2 separate regions of the Arachis hypogaea genome follow, and region 2 is linked to region 1. Evidence: chromatin contacts called from public Hi-C data. All regions are on one chromosome and are shown on one strand. Each heading gives the region's core, a stretch centred on a gene start, on an enhancer-like site or on the middle of the called end of the contact. The rest is flanking DNA. Distances are from core to core; before and after follow the strand shown. Region 1 holds the start of LOC112763855 (24-methylenesterol C-methyltransferase 2). Region 2 holds the start of LOC140180671.

Region 1 (6,106 bases), core at 2,365-4,864:
TATATATTTCGCCTCCACTATCAAAATTTTTTGGATCTTTCACTAGTTATTATTATTAATGTATTAACTGAATTTTAATGTTTATTATTTATATATTTAAAAATTATATTTAAAAATTATTTATTGGTTTCATAATAAATGATATTTTTAAATTTGAATAATTTATTAATTAGTTTGTACTTTTTTATTTAAAAAAATATTAATATAATGAATAAAAATATAATTAAAAATATTGTTTAAAGAATAATAAAGACAAATAAACCTCTAACCAATTTAAATTTAGAGACAACTACGTCTCTGTCCATTTTTTAACCTTATACGTCAGTAATTTCCGTCGAGTTTTCGCCGAAAAACTGACAAAAGGACCGGATACAGAGTTAGGGACCGTAATAGAACATATTTTTTGTTAAGAATCGTCTTGTCATTTTGAGAAATTGACAGGGACCGAATTGGTATTTACTCGGAAAAGAACCAAAGAAGAAAGGGTGTTAAATGTGATACGCTTTTACTTAACACACGCCTAGGTGGCGTCGTCACGGGAACACGATGAGAGCAAGGATTGGCAGATCCAAAGCAAGTGCTGGCCAGATGTCGTTACATGTGTGGCACGTCAGCTTTCAACAAGGAAGAAAGAAAAAAAAAACAACATAAAAATCGACGCACAACGTGACAAGAGTAAAGGCACACACAAAAAAAAAAAAAAAAAAACACAACAAAGCAGGGCCAGATTCAGATTCAGACCTCAGAAAAGCACAAGCAAGACCACGTTACGGGTACTATACTACGAGTCTAAAGTTATCACTAGTGGTTGCCACCTAAGCGCACGCTAGTGTAGTCATCTAACATGTGCGGGTACAACTCTTATTTCATTTTCAGACTTTCACACATCTACCCAACTTTTTTAACCATCTAATAATCCCATCTAATCAAAATCAAAATCAAAATCAAAATCTTTAACAACTGGCACCCTAATTCTGAAGTATGCGAGTTTTCGGAATCATTCAATCGAATAATTGAAGTGACCCCCCTCTCTCCCCTTAAAATACGCCAGTTAAATCAGACAGTTCTCAACCTCCATCAAAGACCAACCACCAAACAATCAGAAGGAATTCTACTAAATTAAAGGAGACATTAACATGAATTAATTATAAGGCGACTGCTTGAACAAAAAGCTAAAATCAAAGATCTCAAAAACCAAACTACACCGAGTTCACATAAATAAAAATAAGCTAAATCCAAATTGAAATTAAAATTATAAAAAAAAAAAAGAAACGAAGAATAAATTTGGGGATGGTGGTGGCAGCTAGCGGAGGCACATTGAAACAGGTTACCAGGTTTTTCCTTTTTTTCTTTTTTTTTTTTCTTTAACAGAGTACCTGAAAATGATGATGACTAAGATGATGTTGTAGTAGTAGGAGGGGATTTTGGTTTTCTGCAGAGGACCATGTGCATCGGTGAGAAAATCCCAGTGTCACCACCTCTGGTCAAATAGTCAGCGGTCTTGAATAGCATCTCGTGAACATCCACGGTACCCTTGGGGGCAATCCCCAGCGCCGCCAGAACAGTGACCACAATGTGGTTCCTCCAGTAAGCGATCCGACCCATCTTGAGCCGGCTCCACCACGGCTGAGCCGGCGGTTTAGCCAGATCCTGCTCCTTAACCACCTCAAACCCTACCTTCCTAGCCGTCTCAGCAATATCAGCGTAGCTCCTAAGCCCAGGCAAAGCGTCACCTCTCTCGATTCCCTGAATGATCTCCACGTGTTCAGGGTTTTCACCTCTATACTTGTCCGTCGTAACCCACTCATAAGAAACGTAGAGTGCGCCAGGTTTCAAAACCCTAAAAATTTGAGCGTACACATCTTCGAGCTTGGGTGCGTGACAAGTGGCTTCTATGGAGTACGCGCCGTCAAAGCTGTTATCAGGGAACGGCATCTCCAAGAAATTGCCGCACACAACTTCGCAGAGAGAGTCCAGCCCGGCCTTCTTGTTATGGATCCTGGCCCGGTTCACCTGGTACTCGTTGATGGTGATGCCCACCACGTTGGCTCTCGAGTGGGCTGCGATGGCACGCATGGGCCCACCTACTCCGCACCCGACGTCCAGTATTCTGTGACCAGGCTTCGCCTGGATGAGATCGACGGCCATCTCCTCGTGGAGGCGCGTGGCGTCACGGTGGGACTTGCCGGGTATTGAAGGGGAGAAATGGAAGGACTGACCCCAACCCCACTCGTAGATGTCAGTTACGAGGTTGTAGAATGTGTCGACGAAGTCTGGAACCTTCTCGGCGGTTTCGATTTCCTTTGGGCGGCGGAAGAAGGACCAGTATTGCTTGTAGTTGTCTTGGACTTTCTCGGCGGATATGGAGCCGCCGGACAGATCGGTGGCGCGCTTGCCCTTCTGCTCGGCGGGGCCCAAAATGCAGACGAACCAGTAGAGGCCGCCGGCGAGAAGTGCTCCGGTACAGAAGAGAGAGAGCGAATCCATTGGGAGAGGGAAGAGAAAGAAAAGGGGCAGAGAATTTCTCAGCCTACTTTACTTTGGAGGCGCTGGATGTGTTAACTAGCTAGTACTCCTCTCTAGTTAAGTGAAGCGAGACCCTTTGTCTTTCTCTCCCACATATTTATTATTATTTTTTTTTTTAATTTTATTATTCATTTCAACCAAATAGATACATCCTCAAAATAATAATCTCACGGAAAAAAAAACACTAATGACAAATTATGTTATCATATATAGAAGAGAAATTTTTCGAATGGGTAATTTTTTTATTAAACCAAATTGTTTTAGCATATCAGATATTTTCTGCGACCTTATTATATTTATTTATTACTTATTAATTTCAAGGGAAAAAAAATCTTCTGTGTCTTTTGTTTTTGTGTCCGTCCACGTGCTTGGCGCGTGAATTCTGGTTTGTTTTGTTTAATCAGATGAACAACCCAACCCCCCATTGTTTAGGCGATGGTGAAGATCTAAGAAATAAATCTTCACATGAAGAAGACAAATCTAATGGTAATAAATAGACATGTGGCTTGGTATGACATATAGCTAAGTTCCCTCGAATACACCATAAAACTTGTCTAATGTACCTGCTGCCGCATGTTAAACCTGTCGCCGCCGAAGTATCACCGAGTTATCGTGTTGGAGATTGCCTCCTCCGGCCATAACGGACATTGGACCCTGAATAATTTGGACGGCACTAGAGCTTGAGTTTAGCAGCTTAAAGGGGGTGTTTTGAGCCGCCAAAAAAATAAGGAACAAGCAATTTCGAACCAATTTAAATTAGCTGAGTGATTAATTCAATCTTTTGTTTAAATAAATGTTCGATGGTCCAATTCCACCATTTCAAAGCAGTAATTATTTGTCTCTCAACAAATTCTTAACTAGAATTTAAATTTACGAACTTGCAGTGGAGGATGTACCACTTTGGGAGCACTAACGACAAACGTGCAGGCTAAGAAAGAGGGAAACTTACAGCGCCGATGGAGTTATTAACGAGATGGCGCCAGGGTCACGGTGGTGGTTTGTGAGTCATTCTTGACTTCTTGTGATGAGAGAGGAGGAAATTAGGACCAAAGAAGATGACATGATCTTCTCTCATCATAAACACATGGCATACATCTTCAGATTAATAGTGTCTTATAGAAAGGACAATTTTTCTTTCTTGATTATAACATCCACTAATTTTCTATTTTTCGTTAATTATCTTATTTAAATGAATAACTTAGTGTCACTATGAATACTTAATTAATAATATATGAATTATAAGATATTATGGGCAAGACAAGAATGTATAATTCAAAAATTCAATTGTCACAAAAAAATTCAAAAATTAAATAAATCTATTAAACTAAAGTTAGCATTTTAACATAGAATCTGGAAGTCCTAAGATGGCCGCCTCGACCACATGTAGAGGTAATTAGATTTAAACTCAAATTAATTACATTAATTATATTTGATAGGTGAATAACAAAAGTTAACTTATAATCAGTTAATAAAAAAAATTGAAAATCAAGTATTTAAAATTCATACAAACTGGTCATTAGTTGATTTTTATTATTTTTAATTTATCCATTATTGATTATTGATTAATAATTTAAGTTCACAAAATTAAAAATTAAAAATTAAAAAAATGCAACAAACGCAGCACAAGGCTTTCTTCTTCTTCTTCTTATTATTATTATTATTATTATTATTATTATTATTTTTTTTTTTAAAGTTAAGAATAAGACTCAAACTCGCCCGCTCTAAATAAATATGGAAAGACTATATTATTTAAGATATAATTCATTGACATCATTATTATTATTATTATTATTATTATTTCTAGAATCTAAATTATTATTTATTTATTCTTTATTTTTTTTTTATTTATGGGCTAAGTCCATTAACCTTGTCCGGATTCCACAGCTCCATCCATCCATTCTTAGGGATGTCAGTGGAGTGGGTAGGGACGACCGGACGAGTATTTGTCCTATCCAACTTTGTTCCGTCCTCTTTGCACTCTTATACTACCCGCTTCACTCCTATCCGGAGTATTACTCTAACTCGCCCCACCCTTATCCGCTCTTATAAAAAATAAATAATATTTTAATTTTTATATATTCTTATATAAATTAAGATAAAAATTTAAAATTTATATTTAAATTAAAATACAAACATAAGATTTATATAATGTCAAATAACTTGAAATTAAAAAAAGTTAATAATTGATCATTACAAATTTCACACTATAATAAAAAAAAAATCGCATCATTAAATATAAGAGAATTTTCAATTTTTATTCTTGATCACTTTTCACATCTTCATCATCACTAAAGGTTTGAAGGTCAAAATTTAAACTTAAAAATAAAAAAAAGATAGCAATTAATTGTCACCAAATTAAGAAGTTCTATTTCAAAAATAAAACATAATACTCTACATCAAAAACTTATTGTAAGATTGATAATACATACTAGAGATGAGTCGCCAATGTGCAAAACGGGCAGCGTAGCGTCCCCATGAAGACTGTAGTTGCCGTTGCGCTTGATTCATCCTCTTCTCTGTTCATTTCAAGCCTTTAAAAAATGAAATATTATCTAAACCTTCAATTGAATAATACCAATATAGAAACCAATTCAATTAGACACATTTTATGGATTCCCTACTTTGTAGACTAGTTTATTGGCTTTACCGTTTCAATAACTTGGCGTCAACTTTGGCAAATGCTTCCTCTAATACTTCTTCAATGGCTTTGAAATCTTTCTCAACCAATATTAACCCACCTTGTAAGGGTTCAAGACACTCCTTGTAGAATTTCTCCCTATAATTTGTACTTGGCACATCAAATCAACAAATCAGATTATGTAAAGAATAATAATTCAACTCATTACATATCCTTAAATTAATTAATATTGTGTATCCTATGAAAATAATTAACAATGTGTATTAACATAGAACGTGCTTGAGAAACTCAACAAAAACACTCCTAATATTAGCTTTATTATCACTTTTAACAGGATTTGATTCTTCTAAATTTAAAACATTATTATCGTTGCTTGTGGAGTTTCTACAATCAAACACATTAATATATTAAATTATCATATATTATATATATGTCCTTATAATCACTAAACATGACAAAATAGTGAAAAACATACCTATCACAAGTATTGCACATTGTACTCACCTATCAACTCAATTCATTTTCATTTTTTGAACATTGTCAAATTTAATTGTATGATTTTGGGCATGCTTGCCTTAGGTTTTAGTTTGATATCATTTCATTTCTGGATATGGTTGACTATTTATTCATCGGTTATTATTAGAAGGTTTGTGAAATCACCGAAATAAATTTGAAACATTTTAATAGTAGCCAAATTAAATTGATAACGGTATGCACACAAGGATAATTAATTAAAAATCATCTTTACCATAAGACTAGTTTCAAGGCAAAATCATGAAATGCTATATGTACACTTAATTCAATTGTGTTCACACGATAAACATGTAAGCATATTTTTTTGAATAATAACTGATAAATCATATTTTTTTGGTATAGGTTGTTGTTCATTATTTGTCAAAATTTTTAGTTCAATTTTTTTTATAGTTATTTCAAACTGAGCTT
Region 2 (5,952 bases), core at 1,313-3,812, 260 kb after region 1:
AACACCATCGGAAAAGGTAAGGAAACTCTTTACCTTGTGAAATTGTGATTTTCATGAACCCTAGGTATTTATTTGTGGTAATTAATGTGTATAGCTTGGGAAAAATTGGTTGTTGATGCTTGTTGAAGCTTGTTGGTGATTTTGGAAGCTTGGAATTGGATTTCAAGCTGGAAATTCTATTGGTAAAGTGTTGAGTCCCAAAAGCTTGAGGAAAAAAGTGAAAATTGCAATTGTTCCGAGTTAGACAGGAATCGGCCAAGGTATGATTTTGGTTTTCTGTATCTAAAATGTAATATGGTGTGAAAACTTAGGCTAGAGACCCTAAGATATGAGATGAATTATTGATGTTCTTGATTGGTTGAAATAAATTGTGTTGTAGTATATGTGATTAGTGGAGTTTAAAATGTTGATATGGTTGTTGGATGAAGTGGATTATGTTGAAAATATGTGGATAATGATAGAATGATTGTGAATGGTGATAATTATTGGTAAGACATGTGAAGTTGTATGTGATATGGATTGGTATGCTTAAATGTTGGTGAGATTGGTGCTCTTGTTCGTAAGCATGCTTGGGTGTGTGAAATTGATATGTGTGTACATGTGGTGATTGTTGAACTTGAATATTTGTTTGGGAAATTGAGATATGGAATGTAGATTATGAATTGAATTCTTGAATTGAGATTTGGTTAAATGTGGAAGAATTGGTGAGTTGATGATTGAATGAGGTTTGGAAATAATTACTATTGGAAATGTGGGTTTTAGTTGGTTTTGGATGAAATTGGAAGTGCATGTTTTTAGAAATTGGAAGTTTATGAGTTTTGGCAAAAATGCAAATTCGATGAACTTCAACGGATCATATTTTGAGCTATTGTTTTTGGAATTTGATGATTTTTATATCAAATGAAAGATGATTTCATAAGCTTTAAAATTGTTTAAATTTGGTTGAAATCTGAATTTTATGGAAGGAGATATGATCGTTGAAAGTTTGGGCCTGAAATCTGAATTCTGCAAGTTCTGCAGAATTTGTGATTTCTAGTTTGTGTGCGCACGCACAGGCTTGTGCGCATGCACACCCTGTGGATTTCTGGACCTATACGCACGCACACACTTGTGTGTACGCACACACAGGGAAGTGGTTGTGGCTGGGAGCGGTAGCACGCCCTATGCGCGCACACAAACAATAAGATTTTTGCAAGATGTGCGTGCGCACAGCTCTGTGCGTACACACACGTTGGGAAGGACGTTCTATTGATGGCACTGGCACACCTTGTGCGCGCACTCAACAATGGAAAAATTTCTTTCTGTGCATGCGCACATAAATGTGCGTACGCACGCGACCCTGTTTTCTTATAAAACCCTCATTTTCAAGTCTTTCGCCTTCCTAACAATCTTGCGACCTTCCGAGATGCTGTTTCAGGCTTATAAACTCCCATTTTCATCTTTTAAATCTTAAATTAATGTAGAATGCCTAGTGATTAAGAGGAAGCTAGGAAAGGGGATATAATGAGGAGTTATGATTAATGATGATGTTATGAGTTGTTAAGGAGAATGGTGGAGTGATGTGTATGATATGAGCCGAATGGCTGCGTATGAGATGAGGCGAATGGCTGTATGTGAGATGATGGTTTGTGACTGATTGTGAATGAATAATAAAGATGATGAAATCGGAATTGATTACGATGTGCCTCCGGGTAAGAGGTGAGAACGCCGGGTAAGATGTAGTGGTATTATCCACTTACTCCGGGTATGAAATGAGAATGAATGGTAATGATAATGAAAGTGTGTTTCTGTATGTGACTTTGGATAAGATGTAGTGGTGTTATCCACTTGCTCCGTGTAAAAGCCAATAAGTCGGGTAAGATGCAATGGTATTATCCACTTGCTCCAAGAAAGTCCAAGGCTTCGGGTAAGACGCAAGGGCTGTGTTCTGTTGCCGCTTGCTTCGGGACGAGAATGTAACACTGCTTGGATAAGAGGCAGGGTGAAGTTGTTCCCTGCTCTGGGTACGTGGGTATATGGATGCCTAGGAAATAAGGTTTTTAAATCAGTCGATTGACACATGTACCACGTGAAAAGGTAAAGACTACTATATGAGACTTTTTTCAAACATACAAAAAGGTTGCATGAGTTTTTTTGACCTTTATACAGTTGATGGTGTTGTTTATGCCACATTTAAGGAAGCTTGCTACGCTTTGGGTTTGTTACAAGATGACAAGGAACTTATTGATGCTATATTAGAGAAAAGCTCACAAAATTTGTTTCTGTTTTTATTGTTGTCTAAAAACATTAACAGGCCAGATGTTGTATGGCAGCAATGTTACCATCAACTTTCTGAAGACATCTTATATTCAAAATGTAGAATGCTAGTTACAATTTTTTATTCAATTATGCACGTGATGAATATTTTCATATGACAAATTATTTAAGATTTTGCCCTTTTATATATGCAGATTTGCAATTGTTTAAGGAATAGATAATGAACATAATTCTGTCAAAGATTGAGGAAAGATTGTAATCAAATGCGAGAATCTTAGGGAGTTCGAAAACATGTTGTTGCCATGTATGGATGCAATTAATGGGTTAGATGATCATATTATCATAGATGAATTAAATTTTGACAAGTTAGTGCTCAAACATGAGTTAGAGATCAACCTTGCCTGCATGAACATGAAACAAAAGGGCACATTTAATAAAGTTATTACAGTTGTAGATCAAGATGCGGGTGGGTTATTTTTTGTGTTCAAGTATGGTGAAACTGCCAAAATGTACTTTCACAAGATTATGTCTATTGTTATACGTAGTAAAAATAAAATTTTTCTAAATACAACCTCCAGTGGAATTGCATCTCTCTTACTTCCAAATGGACGTACAACTTATTCTAGATTCAAGATACTGCTTGAGTTAAATGAGGACTCAGTGTGTTGTAAACAGGGGACATCGCTTGCTAAGTTGGTCTGTAGAGCTAAATTTATTATATGGGATGAGATTTCCACGTTGAATAAGTTATGCTACGAAGCTCTAGACAAGTCTTTGAGAGATATTTTCTGTTTTGAACCAAACTACAATGCCTATCTACCATTTGGCAAAAAGATGGTTGTTTTAGGTGGTGACTTCGCTGGTAATACCAATAGGATCACGTTAAGACATTGTTTATGTATCAATAAATTCATCATCTCTATGGCACTGTTGCAACATCCTGAGGTTGACTAAAAACATGAGACTTACAAATAGAGGTGGCAATTATGGAGATATCAAAACAGCTAAATTTGCTAAATAGGAAAATTGGAGATTGGCTTACTAAGGATTCCACTGAAGGTGATCTATAGTGAATATCCCTGAAGAAATTGTTATTGATGATACAAATGATTGTTTGGTATGTTGGTAAACTTTGTTTATCCGGACTTGATGGCAAACCTAACCAATTCAACATACATCAAAGAGTGTACAATCCTTGCACCAACATTGAAAGTGGTCAACAATGTTAATAACCACACTATGGATTTTCTAATTGGTGACAAAAAAATCTATTTTAGTTCTGATTCGTTGTGCATTGAGGATGGTAATATGGAATATGAATTAGATACTTTCACACCTGATGTTCTTAATTGTATAAATTGTTCAAGATTACATCCTTATAAGTTAACACTAAAACAAGGTGTACTTGTGATGTTATTGAGCCAAATGCATGATTATAGGTAAGAAGACTGGAAAATTATGTAGCCAAATGCATGATTTTGACTAAAGAAAAAACCGAGGACATAGTTCTTATTCCATATATGGACATGATCCTAAACAACCAAACTCTTCCATTTATATTTCAATGCATGCAGTTCCTATAGTTGTTTCATTTGCTATGAAAATAAATAAGTCACAAGGTCAAACACTCAGCATCGTAGTCTGTACTTACGTAAACCAGTATTCACGCATGATCAATTGTGCATGGCTCTTTCAAGGGTGAAGTTCAAAAAAGGGTTGAGAGTCTTGATAGAGAACATCAGAAAACTGAGAAATCATCAACAATGAATGTTGTGTACAAAGAGATTTTTCAGAACTTAGGTGGGCTTTGAATTTTTTTTCCTATGAATATTATTTTTGCATACCTTCACTTTGTAGTTGCCTTTTTTTTTTCTAAGTCATTATGTCATATCTTTCCCATTTTAGAACATGTTAAAAGTACATTTTATGCGAATTAAATTTTTAGATGAGTATATGCAGTTTGAGTTTTATAACAAGTATTACAGCGCGGTTGGTGAAGGCCTATATTATTGAACTGGATATCTCAAGTAAATTTTTTTTAAATAAATAATTTAAATGCTTTATTTATGTATATAGGCAACTTAGAGACAATTTACCGATTTGTGTCCTATTATTTATCTCATTTACAATAAAAAAAAACAAGTTGATTATAGGCGTATTTCGTATACATTATAAACGAGATAAGATACAAAGACATACTAATGTATCCCATTGTAAACGAAATAAGACACAGGCGCGCCTATATAAGGTGATGGTTATCAATGGCTAAGAGAAGCGGGGTTGAATCTTGACCTCCTTTTATTTTGCTTAAAACCTTGAGTTTAGTTGAGATCCAATGAGCCAAAAACAAGAGAGTCTGTGGTTGTCTCTTGACGCAGTAGGAGCCAAAACTGAGTAACGTGCAAGGAGTGTTATAAAGAAGAGTTGCTGGATAGTAGAAACAGGAGATACTTTTATTTTGTCTACTTTGATTCAGAACCAGAAATAGAGAAGAGAAAGGATAATTACACACAGATGTATCTTGATTCAGCTACTCAGTGCAATGTACCCTACATCTAGTCTCCATCACAACAGTGACAAAATTTCACTATCTGTCAACAGAATTACATGCACCAATTCTCCCTAAGATTCTACCCAATCCTATCTGGGACAAGTCTAGTTTCTAACCCAAACCAAACTTGACAAGGAACTCACCTAGCTTTTCAACCACAAAGTGCTAACCCAAACCAAACTTGACTAGGAACTCCTTTTTGTTATTTGCCCTTGGATGTGATTTTTACCTTTTGCCCTAGCCTCTTTGACCTTCCCTTCTTTGCTTGAAAATGAAAATTTTGCTTTTTATTCTTCAATTTGCCCTAGCTCAGAGTTTCTCTTTCTTCTTTCTTTTCCTCTGAGACTTCACGTGGGTGTTTGAAAGAAAAGAGATAAGAGAGATTTTTGGTTCGGTGGTAATGTGAAATGGTTCAAATGAAATTGAAATTGAGTCACCTAGTTAGCAACTAAGATGAATGAGTGGATTTGGGTGTGGACCACCGTTTAGGCTTAGGTTGTGGACATGGGCTTGTTTATGTTCTTGGGCTAGATAACTTGCTTTTCTTCAATATAGTTCAGCCACTCAATTTTGGAGTAAGAGTGATTGTATGAGTGTTTTGTTCAAGTTGAATCATTCTTGGGATTGTGTTCATGCTTCTTGGGCCTAGTTCAATTAAGTTAATTTCCTGCATACTAAACACAATAAATCACACAAATAATTGGCTAATAAGCCAATAATATTTAGTCATCATCTTAATGATATTTTAGTTCTTTAAACTCAACATAAGGAACTTGCTGGAAACACCAAGATTTATTCCTTTTGGTTGACTTCGGTGGTTTCCTACCACTTTGAGCAGTTTTCTTGCTATGGTTGAACTTTTCAAACATTACGGCACGTTCAGATGCACGCTCGGAGGATATCAATAGGCTGAATACCACGTGCCATATTGATGGGGCCATGAACTTTGAAGTTAGTGTTGTTATGTTTTAGATTTAATTACACTCTTGGTCCTATAGTTTCACCAATTCTTTTGGGTTTAATTAACTTTAATTTTGTTTACATTAAGAAGTACCTCATTACAAAATTAAAAGTAGTGTAGGGATCCAATTGAAGAAAAAAAAGGTATAAAGACCTAATTGCAAACATACTAAAATTATAGGGAC

The links. Hi-C and Micro-C count contacts between places; a contact is called where the count stands out from the background.
Region 2: a Hi-C map of leaf shows a contact between it and region 1, with 2.2 times the contacts expected there. The contact joins the promoter of LOC140180671 here to the promoter of LOC112763855 in region 1. A contact is called at or near these places in 2 of 8 Hi-C or Micro-C datasets (both in leaf).

What each region holds. Positions count from the first base shown.
Region 1 is chr17:106,358,002-106,364,107 of arahy.Tifrunner.gnm2.J5K5, forward strand. LOC112763855 (24-methylenesterol C-methyltransferase 2) reads right to left here and starts at 3,615. Exons shown (of 3, transcript XM_025809411.3): 1 at 3,476-3,615; 2 at 1,377-3,180; 3 at 206-614. The coding sequence starts at 2,487. The coding sequence ends at 1,393.
Region 2 is chr17:106,622,034-106,627,985 of arahy.Tifrunner.gnm2.J5K5, forward strand. LOC140180671 reads left to right here and starts at 2,563. Exons shown (of 2, transcript XM_072221940.1): 1 at 2,563-3,118; 2 at 3,232-3,326. The coding sequence starts at 2,563. The coding sequence ends at 3,326.